Linked DNA regions of Sus scrofa: region 1 is linked to region 2. A link is a contact called in public Hi-C data. All regions are on one chromosome and are shown on one strand. Each heading gives the region's core, a stretch centred on a gene start, on an enhancer-like site or on the middle of the called end of the contact. The rest is flanking DNA. Distances are from core to core; before and after follow the strand shown.

The links. A called contact is a pair of places that touch in the nucleus more often than the background predicts.
Region 1: a contact with region 2 is called in a Hi-C map of retroperitoneal adipose tissue, with 2.7 times the contacts expected there. The contact joins the promoter of FAM129B here to the enhancer-like site in region 2. A contact is called at or near these places in 3 of 5 promoter capture datasets (fetal liver, fetal skeletal muscle and liver), 26 of 47 Hi-C or Micro-C datasets (adipose tissue, alveolar macrophages, blood and 15 more) and 2 of 2 datasets of contacts at active chromatin or transcription factors (alveolar macrophages and skeletal muscle).

What each region holds. Positions count from the first base shown.
Region 1 is chr1:268,061,350-268,067,585 of Sscrofa11.1, forward strand. It overlaps FAM129B (niban-like protein 1), which reads right to left and starts at 4,673. Exons shown (of 14, transcript XM_021069245.1): 1 at 4,338-4,673. The coding sequence starts at 4,392.
Region 2 is chr1:268,017,817-268,024,355 of Sscrofa11.1, forward strand. FAM129B (niban-like protein 1) reads right to left here. Exons shown (of 14, transcript XM_021069245.1): 4 at 6,167-6,272; 5 at 4,886-5,053. Among named protein-coding and RNA genes, the nearest start is that of FAM129B, 45 kb to the right of the region's middle. Within about 2 kb of position 2,340, at least 15 of the 83 cell types and tissues checked have an H3K27ac peak or open chromatin away from gene starts, as enhancers often do. A contact at or near this core is called in adipose tissue, embryonic fibroblasts, fetal liver and 3 more, where this site is marked.

The DNA of each region.
Region 1 (6,236 bases), core at 3,423-5,922, 46 kb after region 2:
TGCACCTCAGATCTGGATCTGATCCCTGGCCCAGGGATTCCACGTGCTTTGAGGTGGCCAAAATCAGGGGGAAAAAAAGGTCCCAGGAGTTCCATCTAGAGGCCTCTGGGATACTGGAAGCTGGTGCTGGGAGAGGCACAAGGATTATGCGCAAAACACTGGGGACAGCCCGACAGCAGTGATCAGAGATCTGGGTAAATAAGCCGCACCCGGCACAGAAAGAAACCCACCAACAGAAGAAGAGGGCCAACTCGTGCTAACATGGAAAGATATTCATGATACACAGAGTGAAAAAAAGTCAAACCACAGGAACCCACCATGCGACCCCTTTTTATAAACAGAGCTAAATGTGTATGTACACAGAAATGTTTGTTTGGAGGAGTTCCCGCGGTGGCGCAGTGGTTAACGAACCCGACTAGCATCCATGAGGATGCGGATTTGATCCCTGGCCCTGCTCCGTGGATTAAGGATCTGGTGTTGCCATGAGCTGTGGTGTAGGTCGCAGAGGCTGCTCAGATCTGGTGTGGTTGTGGCTCTGGCGTAGGCTGGCGGCTACAGCTCCGATCGGACCCCTAGCCTGGGAACCTCCATATGTCGTGGGTGTGGCCCTAAAAAGACAAAAAGAGACAAGAAAGAAAGAGAGAGAGAGAAAGGAAGGAAGGGAGGAAGAAATGGACGTTTGGAAAGAGTGACACACCAATCTGGAGTGATTTCTTCTGGGGAGTGGGATTGAAGGGAGGGAAGATGGACGAGCTTTCATTTCTTATTTTACACTCCCAAACTGCTGGTGTGTGCCTTTCTTTTGCAATCAACAACATGAGCAGCGGTTGTCTAGAGTAGGGAAGGATCGGGAGAAGCGGGGGGTGACTGCTCCTGGGTGGGTAGAGAGTTTCCTTTATGGGTGACGAGATGTTCTAAAATTGATTGTGGGCATGGTTGCACAACTCTGCAAATACACAAAAAGCCATCCAAGGGGACACTTGAAGTGGGTTGAACTGGTTGGCAGGTGAATGATGTTTCAATAAAGCTGCTATTTAAAAAAAAGAATTAGCAAAGGGAAAGGGGAGGCTGGCAGAAGGGAAGAGCCCAGGCCCTGGCAAACTTTGGCACCAGCCCTCCCAGGTCATAAAGCTTAGGGCACTCTGTGTATGTGTGTTGAGGGGGGAGTTCCTCGGGCCCCCACAATTTCATCCTGGTCAACACACTTTCTGGAGCAACCACTGAGTTCTTCAAGGCTGTCCTTGAGGCAGAGTCCCACCACGCCCGCCCCTGCCCCAGGCAGGGTCACGTTTCCTGCCAAGGGCACAGCACCCAGCCCCTGACTTGCACACCCTGAGCAACAGTGATCTCACGCCCTCACTTGCTCCCTCTGGGTTTATGTGGCTCAAACCATGTGCACTGACATGGGCCACCAGACACTTCTCCTCTTGTCCTTGTCCTGGCCTCTGTGCCAGGTAGAAGGTGTGAGTTGGCCTGATTCCCCGCCCCCACAGGGGTCCCCCATCAGGGCCCTCTGGACCCACTCCAGATAGCCCACATCCATCTCACACAATCGCCAGCGCAGAAGGTAATCGAGGGTTCGAAAAACCCAGGTGGGTTCTCGAATCCGGGGAAACCAGCATCCACCTGAGCCCAGGGACTGGACAAGCCTCGGAGAAATAGGACCGAAACCGCAGTTACAACTGCTCCCTTCCCTCTCCAAATGCCCGGCCCCTCTCAATGACAGCGAGTAAGGACAATCTCTACAATAATGACAACTGTTTGTGACATACCGACTATGCCCCAGCACTGGGCCAAGTGCCTTAACTCGCGTTATCTCACTCCCATTTTACAGGTAAGAAAACAGAGATTCAGATGCTGGCCCCAGGTCATGCCTGCTGACATGCTGTGGTGTCAAGGATGGGACCCTAAACTGGCACAAATCTGAATAATAACTAGGGAAAATTGGGGACTGTTAGGCCCTCAGAAGCTGAAAGAACGTCGGGCATCAGGGAGCGTGTGCCTTGGGTGACAGCTAGGGAAACTGAGACCCAGAAAGTGTAAGTGGCTGCCGGAGGCCAGGCCTCTTCCTTGGCGCAGGAGAGAATCATCCCGCCACCAGCCCCACGGGGCCGCTGGTGTGAGCACAAGTCTCTGCTTGCCAGGGGCTTTGAAATCCCAGGATGAAAGGCGCCGTGACAGCAAAACAGCGCCATGGGCAGGAGCGCGCCTGACCCCTGCCAGGACTTGCAGCCTGGCACTCACCTGCTCACCTGCTGGGGGCGGGAGCAAAGCTCCAGGAGCCACCCAGGCCAAGCATTGAACCCTAACAGCTCAGAGCCCAGGCAGGGATGGTCTAAGGGCCGACTTCTCTGCTGGGGCAGCTCTGGGTCGAGAGGACTCTGGAATTTTAACTGTCCTGCCTGAAAGTTCAGCTGCTTGGTGGCTCGGGCTGTTCCGTGGGTGGGGTGAGGAGGGCGCCTGGATCACTGGAGGTGGCAAAGGCACGCCCTCACACCCCTCCAATTTCCTCCGGAGGGCTGGAGGCTTGATGGCTTCCTCCCGTGTCACCCCACCCCATACTGCAGGAGCCCCCTCAGGTGAGCCTGGACCAGGAATTTGAGGCATTTGAAGAGGGTTATTAATAGCCCTGAAGTGTTGAGAAGAAAAAGGCCAGCAGGCCCTGAGCCAGCACCGCCCTCTCCCACCCAGCCTGGCATCCACAAAACAAACCCAACCCTGTCCAGGAGAGGACACTTCACCTTTTGTGGCCTCAGTCTCCTCCCCTGTAAAATGGCAGCTCTCAGCCCAGGAGGCGGGAAGAGGGGGAGAGCCAGAGCTGGGTGTGGGGGCAGGAAAAACCCCACTGAAGAAGGCGCCGCGCACCCCACCCAGGAGGAGTGAGGGGCCCCGACAGGAGGTCGTGAATGGATGGACTGTTACAGAGCCCCAGGAGGCTGCCACCGACAGGGAGGGGACAGGAAGACTCCGCCCCGGCCTTCCTCCTCCCAGAGTCCAGGCTGATCCTACAAGCCAGTGTTCCAGGACTTAACCCCCTGCTGGTCTGATGCTGGAGAGGGTCTGACTCATTTCTCCATCACCCTCACGCCTGGGCCTGGGCCCAGCCCCAGGCCTGGCACAAAGGGGGCTCTCAGACCGGGGCCCAGGACCACGGTCCCAGGATAAACCTTCCCCAGCACCTCCTTCGTGCCTAGCCAGCGTGGGAACCCAGTGTTTAGGGACCTCTGGTTCCTGTTCTCAAGGGGTATGAGTGGGCAGAAGACAGCTGCTGAAACTCTGCGGGACTGCAGGACACATCATGATAAGTAGGTGGACACAGGGCTCTGAGTCCACCGGACAGGGAAGTGCAAATTTAGCAAAGACGAAAGCCTCCTCTTTCCGGAGGCTGCCAGGCCCCATTCCTGCATGGGCCAGTGCACCAGGGCCTGCAAATTAGCTCACCTAAGTCTCTTAATAAGGAGGACCTGTGCTAAGCAAGCTCTGTGAATTATTAGCTCACTTAATTAAGTCTTTTAACCAGGAGGGAAGGGATTCACCCCAGTTTGAAGAGGAGGAAACAGGGGCTGGACATCAAGAGACCTATCCAAGCTACCATGGCTGGGTAACATGCTGAGGTTCCACCCAGGCGGCCTCACCCAGAACTGAGTGAAACCCTCTCTCTCCGTTTCCCAGGGCATTGGGAGAGAACGAACCCAGGACCCTGCTGCAGTCCCTGGGAGTGGGGAGGGGGCAGCTGCCCTTCTCAGAAGGGGCCTCTGTGCCCGGCTGGGAGCAGGAGTGGCTGAAGGAGAGGGCTGAGGAGGCTGGGCTCTGGCCTCGACCAGCCCCTGAACTAGCTGCCAGCAGAAGCAGCACCCTACTGGGCTGGAGCCAGAGGACAGGGGGTCCCACCCACCCCGCCCAGGCCCACTCCCCAGGCTCAGTCTCAGGCCTTGATGAGCCAAGCCCCTGGAAGCCTTGGCCACGTGTACCGGGGCTGGGGCCGGGGCCTGCGGAGGACCGGGACTGCTAGGGAAGGTCAGGACACGCTGGCCAAGTGGGCCTGGACCGCTTCCGGGCAGGGATACCCAAGGTGAAGGGGGCTGCGACCCCTTCCATCGCTTGATTCGGGTAGTGCACTGGAGGATCTGATGAGCTCCAAGGGTGGGGAAGGTGTGCGACCCCCCCAGGAGGGGGAAGGGCGCTCAGACGTAGAAGAAACAGGCTTGGACAACAGTCACTCCCGCCCCTGCCCGGAGCCAGACTCCCAGGAGACCCCAGCCGGCTGGCCGGGATGGGGGCGTGGCCGAGGACGCCCGGCCGGACCCACCAAGTGCGCGGCGCGGCGCGAGACTCACCTGCGATGTGCTGGCGCCGGGCGTCGTCCAGGTGCGTGGACAGCACGTCCCCCATGGTGAAGAAGAACCGCGGCCGGATCCGGCCACCGCCTGCCGCTACCCGCGCTGCTCAGACGGACGCCGCTGGCGCCATGGAGCCGGCCCGCCCAGCTCCCGCCTCTCCCGCCGCCCGTGACTGCGGCCTCCACTCCTCGCGCGCTCCGGTTCCTGCAGGTCCGTTCCCGCAGCGTCGGTTCCCGGGCCGCCTCCGCCTCGCGCCCCAGCCAGCGGCTCAACAGCCCCGCTGCGCCCCGCCCCGCCCCACCAGGCCCCGCCCCCCGATCCGAGCCCCGCCCCCTCCTTGGTGGCGGGCGGGCGAGCGGGCGGGGCAGGGGGCCGGGGATGCCGGGACCGCCTGCAAGACAGAGACAAAGGGAAGGTCGGAGAAAGGCAGCCCGAGGAGTGACGCAGAGCGAGACACGCTGAACCCTAACCGAAACCCAGAAAGAGATGGGGCTGGTGGGGGCATTTGAAAGAACGGGGGCGCCTGGGGGTGTCCAGCCTGAGTGTCACACTCTCCCCCACCCGCACGGGAAGAGATCGGGCCGAGGAGAATGGAGAGGACCGGTAGGCGACGCCTAGGGCCAGGGCTCCAGCCCCTGCTCCCCGCACCGGGCTCCCCTGCCCCCAGCCTCGCCCGCCGCCGCCCGCTCTCAGGAAGTTCCCTGGCCTTGATCCGACCTGCCCTTGAAGGTGTGCCTGTCTTGCACAATAGTACAGGGAAAGGGGAGGTGGCAGGGAGGGCTCCACCCCAAAGGCACCCGAGGTCCCAGAGCCTGGCAGACGTTCCTCAAGCTTAGCATATGGGACAGGGCAAGTCGGCAATGGAAAAAACAATAGCACTTTACGGTTTGTGAAAGACTCAGCTTCCAAGCTCACCGACCAGCATGGACTTTGAGTACAGAGCCTGCGGGGCTGGGCTTGATTGGGTCGTGGGTACCAGGGGAATGCGTTTCAACGCTACCCTCCCAATCCCCCAGGAAGACAGGGTAACCCTTGGGATCCCCAAATCATGGACTGGGGTGGCAGAGGCCGTCCTTGGCTGCTGATGCTCAGACCTCCTGTACTGCCTCCCCAGGGTCAGTCGGTTTGTGCTTGCAAACCCCAGGGGGTGACTACTCACCCCTTCTCTGTGTGCCCCACCCTGTAATTGGACGGCTCTTACTGTAGCTGTGACGTAGGCAGAAAACGATGGCAATAAACATTAACATTGAAGCACAGGAGCTTTGGGCCTGTCAACGCCACAGCAGGTAGGTTTGAAGTTGACGAAAGTGATACAGGCACCCTCCATGCCTTCAATGATAAACACCTGCTTGCCAGGCCCTCTGCAAGATGCTAGGGATGCAAAGAGAGGATGCAAGCTGCCCTACCTGCTCTGTGACCCAAGACAAGTGGCGTTATTGTGAACCTCAGTTTCCTCGTCCGTCACCTGAAAATAACGATGCTTTGTCATGAGGATTAAATGAGATAACAGAGGGACTTAGCCCAGCACCTGGCACAGGATGTGTCCTCTCCATGGACGGAACGCACCATTCTATTATTCATCACGGTCCCTGCCCTCAAGAGCATAGAGAAGCTTGAGGAAGGAACAGAACATTCTGTTTTGAAGAAAATTACAGGAGTAGTACCAGAACTACAAGTTGGAAAAACCAGAATTTTGACAGCAGATATAGAGGAACAGCATTCCAGGGAAAACCCCAGGCAGAGGCACAGTCTTTGAAGTCATGCTAGCAGAGATTACTGGTTTCCTTCTACAGAGACAGAAACTGAGGCCCAGAGAGGGAAAGTGACTTGCCAGGGTCACACAGCAAGGCCAAGGCAGTACCCAGCTAGAGGCCAGGTTCTCTTTGAGCCACCAGA
Region 2 (6,539 bases), core at 1,090-3,589:
AAGAGTAATTGCAATGACAGTAAGAGTGATAATAACCCACCACCAGCAGCACGTCCACCTCCTTCACATGCTCCTTATCTGCTTAAATCCTCCCAGCCACCCCAGACGTGGACACTGTCATTTACTTGGCTTTTCCAGATGAAGAAACAAGCTCCACGGTCAGGCCACTGCTGAGGGGCCCGGGCAGCAAGTGGCAGAGCCAGGACTAGAAGCCACCCCAGCCAGCATGGCGGAGAGGGTACCAGAGGCCCCCAGAGGCTCTCCTTCCATCAGGGGGCCCGACGGGAAACCTTCTCAGCTCTGCAGGCCAGACGATCGTCCTGGCTACTCAACCTGCTGTCACAGCCGGAGAACGGCCACACGGTGTGAGCGAATGAGCCAATCAAGCTGGCCCTGGCTCCATTTGGTTCACTGGCCACAGTTTGCCAGGCCTTGTTGCAGATCACTGAACCCACGGGGCCTCAGTTTTCCTTCCTGAACAGTGGGAACAAAGACCAGCCTGGCCCCTCACACCCACTGTGTGGCTCCAGGGACCACGGTATAAACTGCAAGGCCAGGGCCCAGGAGCCGCCGGCCCCGGCGGGCACCGCGGCGCACAGACTGAGTGACCCACGGCGCCGAACGGCCCCCGCAGCCCTTGGTCTGCCTTGCTCGCCGCTGTGCATCCAGGGCCTTAAACTACCATCTCTCTACTTTTGTCCTCACTGGTGGCGGTGGTGGCCCAGGTGAGTTTGCCCACCACCCCCGCCCCAGTGAGGGGGCCGGGCCGATGCACGAGGGCGTGGACCTCCAGACTGGCTGCAGGAAGTTGGGAAATCCTACTTCGGGAAGAACGTGGTTAAACACTCAGAGCTGGGCAGCGGGCGGCCGCCCTGGCTGCGTGCCTCCGACCGCTGTGTCCCTGGAGCCAAGGGCAGGGGAACAGCAGCCTGTGCCTCCGTTACCCCGGCTCCCACTGTGGTGACCAGAGCTGAGTCACCCCCACAGAGAAAAAGCCCCTCTCCGGCCTGGGGAGGACCCCCTCGCCCTTCCCCACCCGGCCGAGCGCAGGAACCACTGCCTGTCGGGCTGGAAGGGAGCTCAGCCCCGCGCCTGCTGGGCAGCTCCCTGGCTGGGGTGGGGGCGTCAAGGGTGTCTCGCCCTGTGTCTCAGGGACCTGCGATGAGGAGGGCGTGACGGGGCAGAGCAGGGTGTCCCAGCTGGGCAGGGGAGGAACCCCCTCGGGCTTAAGGAGGGGCAGTGTCTCCCCCAGACTGGGTTTCGCTGGGAAACCTCAGGCTGTGCGGTACCTGCAACCCCCGCATCAAGGCATTGACATGCTGCGGACAGCAGGCCAGGGGGGCCGGCCAGGGGCCGCCTCCCCGGTGGCAGAAGGCGAGGCAGGGGCTGGGCCGCAGGAAGGAGGCCACCGATGTGCCGCCCCTGTCTGCCTGGGCCTGGCTGTCAGGGAGCGAGCTGTGTGCTGCCACCTCCTGTGCTGATGTCCCCACCCCAGGACCTCAGAACGTGACCGGGTCTGGAGACAGAGACTTGAAGAGGCAAGTACGTTCAAAGAAGGGGCCCGGCCTGGTCCCCAATCCACTCTGACGGGTGTCCCCATGAGACGAAGAAATCCAGACACGGAGGGGCGCACGCGAGGGTCCTGGGTGAGGCAGGGAGAGGTGGCTGCCCGCCAGCCCGGGGAGGGGGGAGGCGGGAGGCCCCGGAGGAAAAGGAACCTGCACACACCTCAGTTGTGGGCTTCCAGCCTCCAGAGCTGCGCTAAAATAAACCTCTGTGGTTTAAGCCACCCGGTCCGTGGTCCTTTTAACGGCAGCCCGAGGAGACTAGGAGCCCAGCCCTGGCTGAGACCCCCACACACATCCTTTTCTCTGCTTCTCAAAAGGGCTCTGCGAGGGGCTGCTGTCCTCAGCCCCGCTGCTCCCGACGACGAGGCAAAGTCACTGGCACGCGGCCAGGGAATGGCAGCTCCAGGGCCCGAACCCGGGAGCAGCCGACTCAAGCGAGTCCGAGAGACTTCCTGCCTGTGGGGTCCTCGGGGTCGCGGTGAGAAAGGAACTGCATTCCTCAGTCCTGGGCAGCAGGCAGAGGGGGCGGCGGTCAGACAGGAAGGGGCCGTGACCTCTGCACCCCGGGCCCACCCGGAGGGCTCAGCTCGCCACCCCCAGCTGCTCCGGGAATGCAGGATGCGAGGGGAGCCCTGGACCAACTGGCGTCCACCCAGCTTGGCCTTCTTCCCCACCCCACCCCCCCCCCACTTCCTGGCAGCCCCCAGAGTGAGCAATTCCAGGCTCCAGATTCCAGGCCCAGCCTCCGAGGAAGCAGAGGACTTTCCCACAGTCCTCAGGGCGGAGGAAGAGGCTCCTCTCAAACCTTCCTGCCACAGGACGCCCCCTTTCCCCATCCCAGCAGCCCTCCCTGGCCTCCCCTCCTGCCCGCAGCGCCCACACCCACGGCCTCCAGCTGAGCGCCTGCTCTGTGCCAGGCACAGGGCCAGGAGCACTCCCGAATCAGCTCATTCATTCCTCTCAGTAATCCCGCAAAGTTTGTCATGCCTGACCCTCCATGGGGCACCCAAAGGTGGCTCTCTCCCACCTGGTCTGTCCCCATCCCACCCTCCTGGCCTGGGGTCACTCATTAGCCTTGGAAACCTGGAAAGGGTGGAGCTGGGCCAGAAAAGAGAAAAGAGGGAGGGGAGGAGGAGGGGAGAAGGAGGGGGGAAAAAGAGGAGGGAGGGGGAGGAGGGGAGGGGAGGAGGAGGGGGAAGGGAGGGTACCCCAGGACAGGCAGCTTGAGCCCAAATGGCCTCAGCCCAGCCCTGGCCCCTCAGCCCCTGGGGACCTGGGAACAGGAGGCTCTTTGTGGGCAGCAGGGGTTGGCCTGACTGAAGACCGGGCTCCTCCCGCCTGGCAGGTTCCATCGGGGCAGAGGCGACCCTAGAGAGTGGAGGGGGACAGGTGGGGTGAGCCACGTTACCGTGTGGCACGCCTCCAGGCGTGGGTGCCCACAGTGTCTGCCCACCACGGTGGGGAGCCTTGCCAGGCATGGAGACAGGGGCTGGGGCGGGGGGGGGGGGGGGGGGGGAGGTGGCTGCCTCTCTCTGCTGCCCCGAGGCCAAGTCACCAGGAAGGAAGTTCAGCCAGGACAGAACTGTTCCTCCCTCAAGGGCAGAAAGACCCCAGTGCCCCACCCTCCCACTGAGACAATCCTTTTTGATCAAACTCCTTAGAGCCCTCCAGGGCCCTCCAGGGCCCTCCGGAGCTGACCCCAGGGCCCCCCCAGCCCCATTTCCGGTCACCCCCTCCCCACTTCATGGCATTTCCTCCTCTAAACTGCTCCCACCCGGGGGCCCTCTGTCTGGAACACCCCTGCCTCGGCTCTAGGACTATTCATCCTCCAGGTCTCAGCTGAACGCCGCCTCCACCTCTGCCTCCTCAAGGAAAGCGGCCTGATCAACCCCTCCCCACACACAGGACCAGCCACCCAGGACACGCACGCCCTCCAGGCTCTGAGGGACTCATCGCCCAGCCCCCAGGACAGTGGTGACTCGTCACCCCCTGGTGTCCTCATCTGTTTAACATGTGTTTTCCCCACCAGGCGGCCAGCAGCAGCGTGGGAGCAAGAACCGTGTCTTGCTGTCTTTGTGCATCCTCCGTGCCCAGACCTGGGCCTGGCTCTGAGTAGACGTTAAAATGTTTGTTGAATGACCACTACGAAAAACAGTATGGAGGACCTCAGAAAACTAAACATAGAACCACCATACAACCCAGCAGTCCCACTCTGGGGCATATATCCAGACCACACTTTCCTGGAAAAAGACACATGCACCCGTATGTTCACTGCAGCACTACTGGCAACAGCCAAGACATGGAAACAACCGTTATGTCCACTGACAGATGAATGGATGAAGAAGCTGTGGTACATACTACACAGTGGAATACTACTCAGCCATAAAAACAAAATAATGCCATTTGCAACAACATGGATGGAACTAGAGACTCTCATACTAAGTGAAATAAGTCAGAAAGAGAAAGGCAAACACCACATGAGATCACTTATATCTGGAATCTAATATATGACACAAATGAACTTTTCCACAGAAAAGAAACTCACGGACTTGGAGAACAGACTGGTGGTTGCCAAGGGGGAGGGAGTGGGATGGACTGGGAGTCTGGGGTTGACAGATGCAAACTATTGCCTTTGGAGTGAATAAGCAAAGAGATCCTGCTGTGTAGCACTGGGAACTATATCTAGTCACTTGTGATGGAGCATGATGGAGGATAATGTGAGAAAAAGAACGTATATGTGTATATGTGACTGGGTCACTTTGCTGTACCATAGAAAATTGACAGAACACTATAAACCAGCTATAATGGAAAAATAAAAATCATTTTAAAAAAGTTCATTGAATGAATGAGTGAGGTGGAAGGGACCTCACTTTACAGACGAGAACAATGAGGCCCCGAGGGAGGAAAGGAACTTTCTAGACTACTGTACAGGTTGGTGGTAAGAAGAGAAACAATACCATAAGAAAATCTTTGGCATGCATTGACTGGATTCTCACTGTGAATCCTCCCAAGCCCTCTTAGACACAGGAGAGGTTATTAACCCGTTTTACAGCGGCTCCAAGAGGTAAGCTGGCCTCCTAAGGTCATGCTGCTAGAAAGCGGCAGAATCAGAATGTAACAACCACATCCCTCTGAAAATAAGTTCCCCCAATTTTTTTCCTGAGTATCCCAGAACAGTTTCCATCAAGGAAGAAAGGGAAGTTTTCTTTGCCCAGAAGGAAAATGGGAACAGCTCATAGAGCAGGGGGGCCACCCCACACGCAGCCACTAGGTGTCACCCTTGAGTGCATAATCCGGGAACCACACGCCCCGCTCACCGTTGTTGCAGTGCCGGACGCAGTCCTGCAGGACAGCCTGCCACTTGTCCTGCTCGGCTTCTGTCATCATGCAGAAGTAGTAGTGACGGGCAGAGGGATGCCAGAGGATGAGCGGGAACTGCGTGGGGCACTTGAGGATCGGGGTGTTGCCCGATTTTGACGTGGTCCCTGTGGAGACAGCATCTGCTGAGCGGCCGCCCTCTGTGGCTTCCCTCCGCCGCCGCACGCCCAGCAGCGGACCCCTTGCCTCTCTCTGAGGGGCAGGCTCAGGCCCAGGGAGGGCTGTCCTGTCCTAGGGGGACCAGCAAGTCAGTGGGGAGGCTGCTTCCTCCTTTCTCGTCCACAGCCTGGATGAAGGAATGTCAGGCTCCCCCGCATCACTTCTTACAGCCGGTAAAGCATCGCTCTCCCTGGGGTCAGGTTCTACCTCCGCGCATGAGGCACAAATAACACAGGGTCAGGACCCTCAGGGTCAAAGGCCGAGCATTATCTTCTTGGGTTTCCCTTCAAATGTCAGCTGCGGAGGCCAAAGTGTGACTTAAATGTCCAGGCAGGGAGGGAGGCAAGGGGGGGGTGGGGGATAGAAAGTAAATAAAAGGGGGGGGGGGTCTCTGTTTTGTCTGCACGGATATTTGCGATCCAGCGAGATAAGTGGTCCTGGGCTGTGACTGTTAATAGCAGGACAATGGCAGTTCTTCTTTGGGGCCTGGCTCTGGGTCCCTGTGCTGGGCTCAGCACCCACAGCATCCTGTGGGGTCTACACAGCACCCCGAGGTCAGCCCTCTCAGTGCAGAGGCTGGAATCCAGGAAAGCCAGATCCCAGCTGAGCCCTCAACCAAGTCTCGCACAAGGGGTACAAGCTGCCGCCCCGCCTCCTCGGTCTCCCTGGGCTGGTCTGAAGGGCGGATGTGATCCTGCAAAGGCTTCTGGGAGTCTCAGATCAGGTGGGGTAGGAGAGCTGGGAGGGCTCCTCGTAAATGCAGGGTTGACCTGGCAGTTTACAAAGCAGGCACCTGGATCACCTTCTCCCAGGGCCCCGGGGAAAGGAGTGGACAGAGGGAGATCTGCCTAAACAGCTGTGATCGCAGGACTCCAGGGGGACAGCCCTCTGATCTACCCTGTGGCCTCCCCTTGGAGGTGCAGGTTTCGCTGGGCACCTGCCGCCAGCTCCAGGCCCAAGTGGTCCTTCCGCAGACGTGGAGCCTGGAGTTCCAGGACCAGGGGCGCCCTTTCCCTGGCCAGATCCCCGGGCACTTCGGCATGAGATGGGTGGTCCTTTACCTGGTAAGGAGTTGCCAACGAGCTCCAGGTACTGGTCCACAGAGGTGAGGATTTTGTAGCCCGCACTGTTGATGACAGCTCGGGGTGGGACCTGCCGCTCATAAGCCTGAGGAGGGGGCAAGAGAGATGGTCCCTGGGGGTTACGAGGGGGGCCAAGCCCAAACCCCATCTCCAACTCTGGCTCCAGGGCTCCATTCAGTGTTGCCTCCTCAAGGCAGGGGGGAGGTAGGGGAGGGAGAAGGGGAGGAGGGGGAGAGAGCAAGAGGAGTCCGACCATCACAGCGACCAGAGGCAACCTGGTGTGGTGACCAGGACTCGTTTGACTCAGGCTCTGCACTCATCCTGGCTCCACTGAGTACCGCCCCTGTGATGC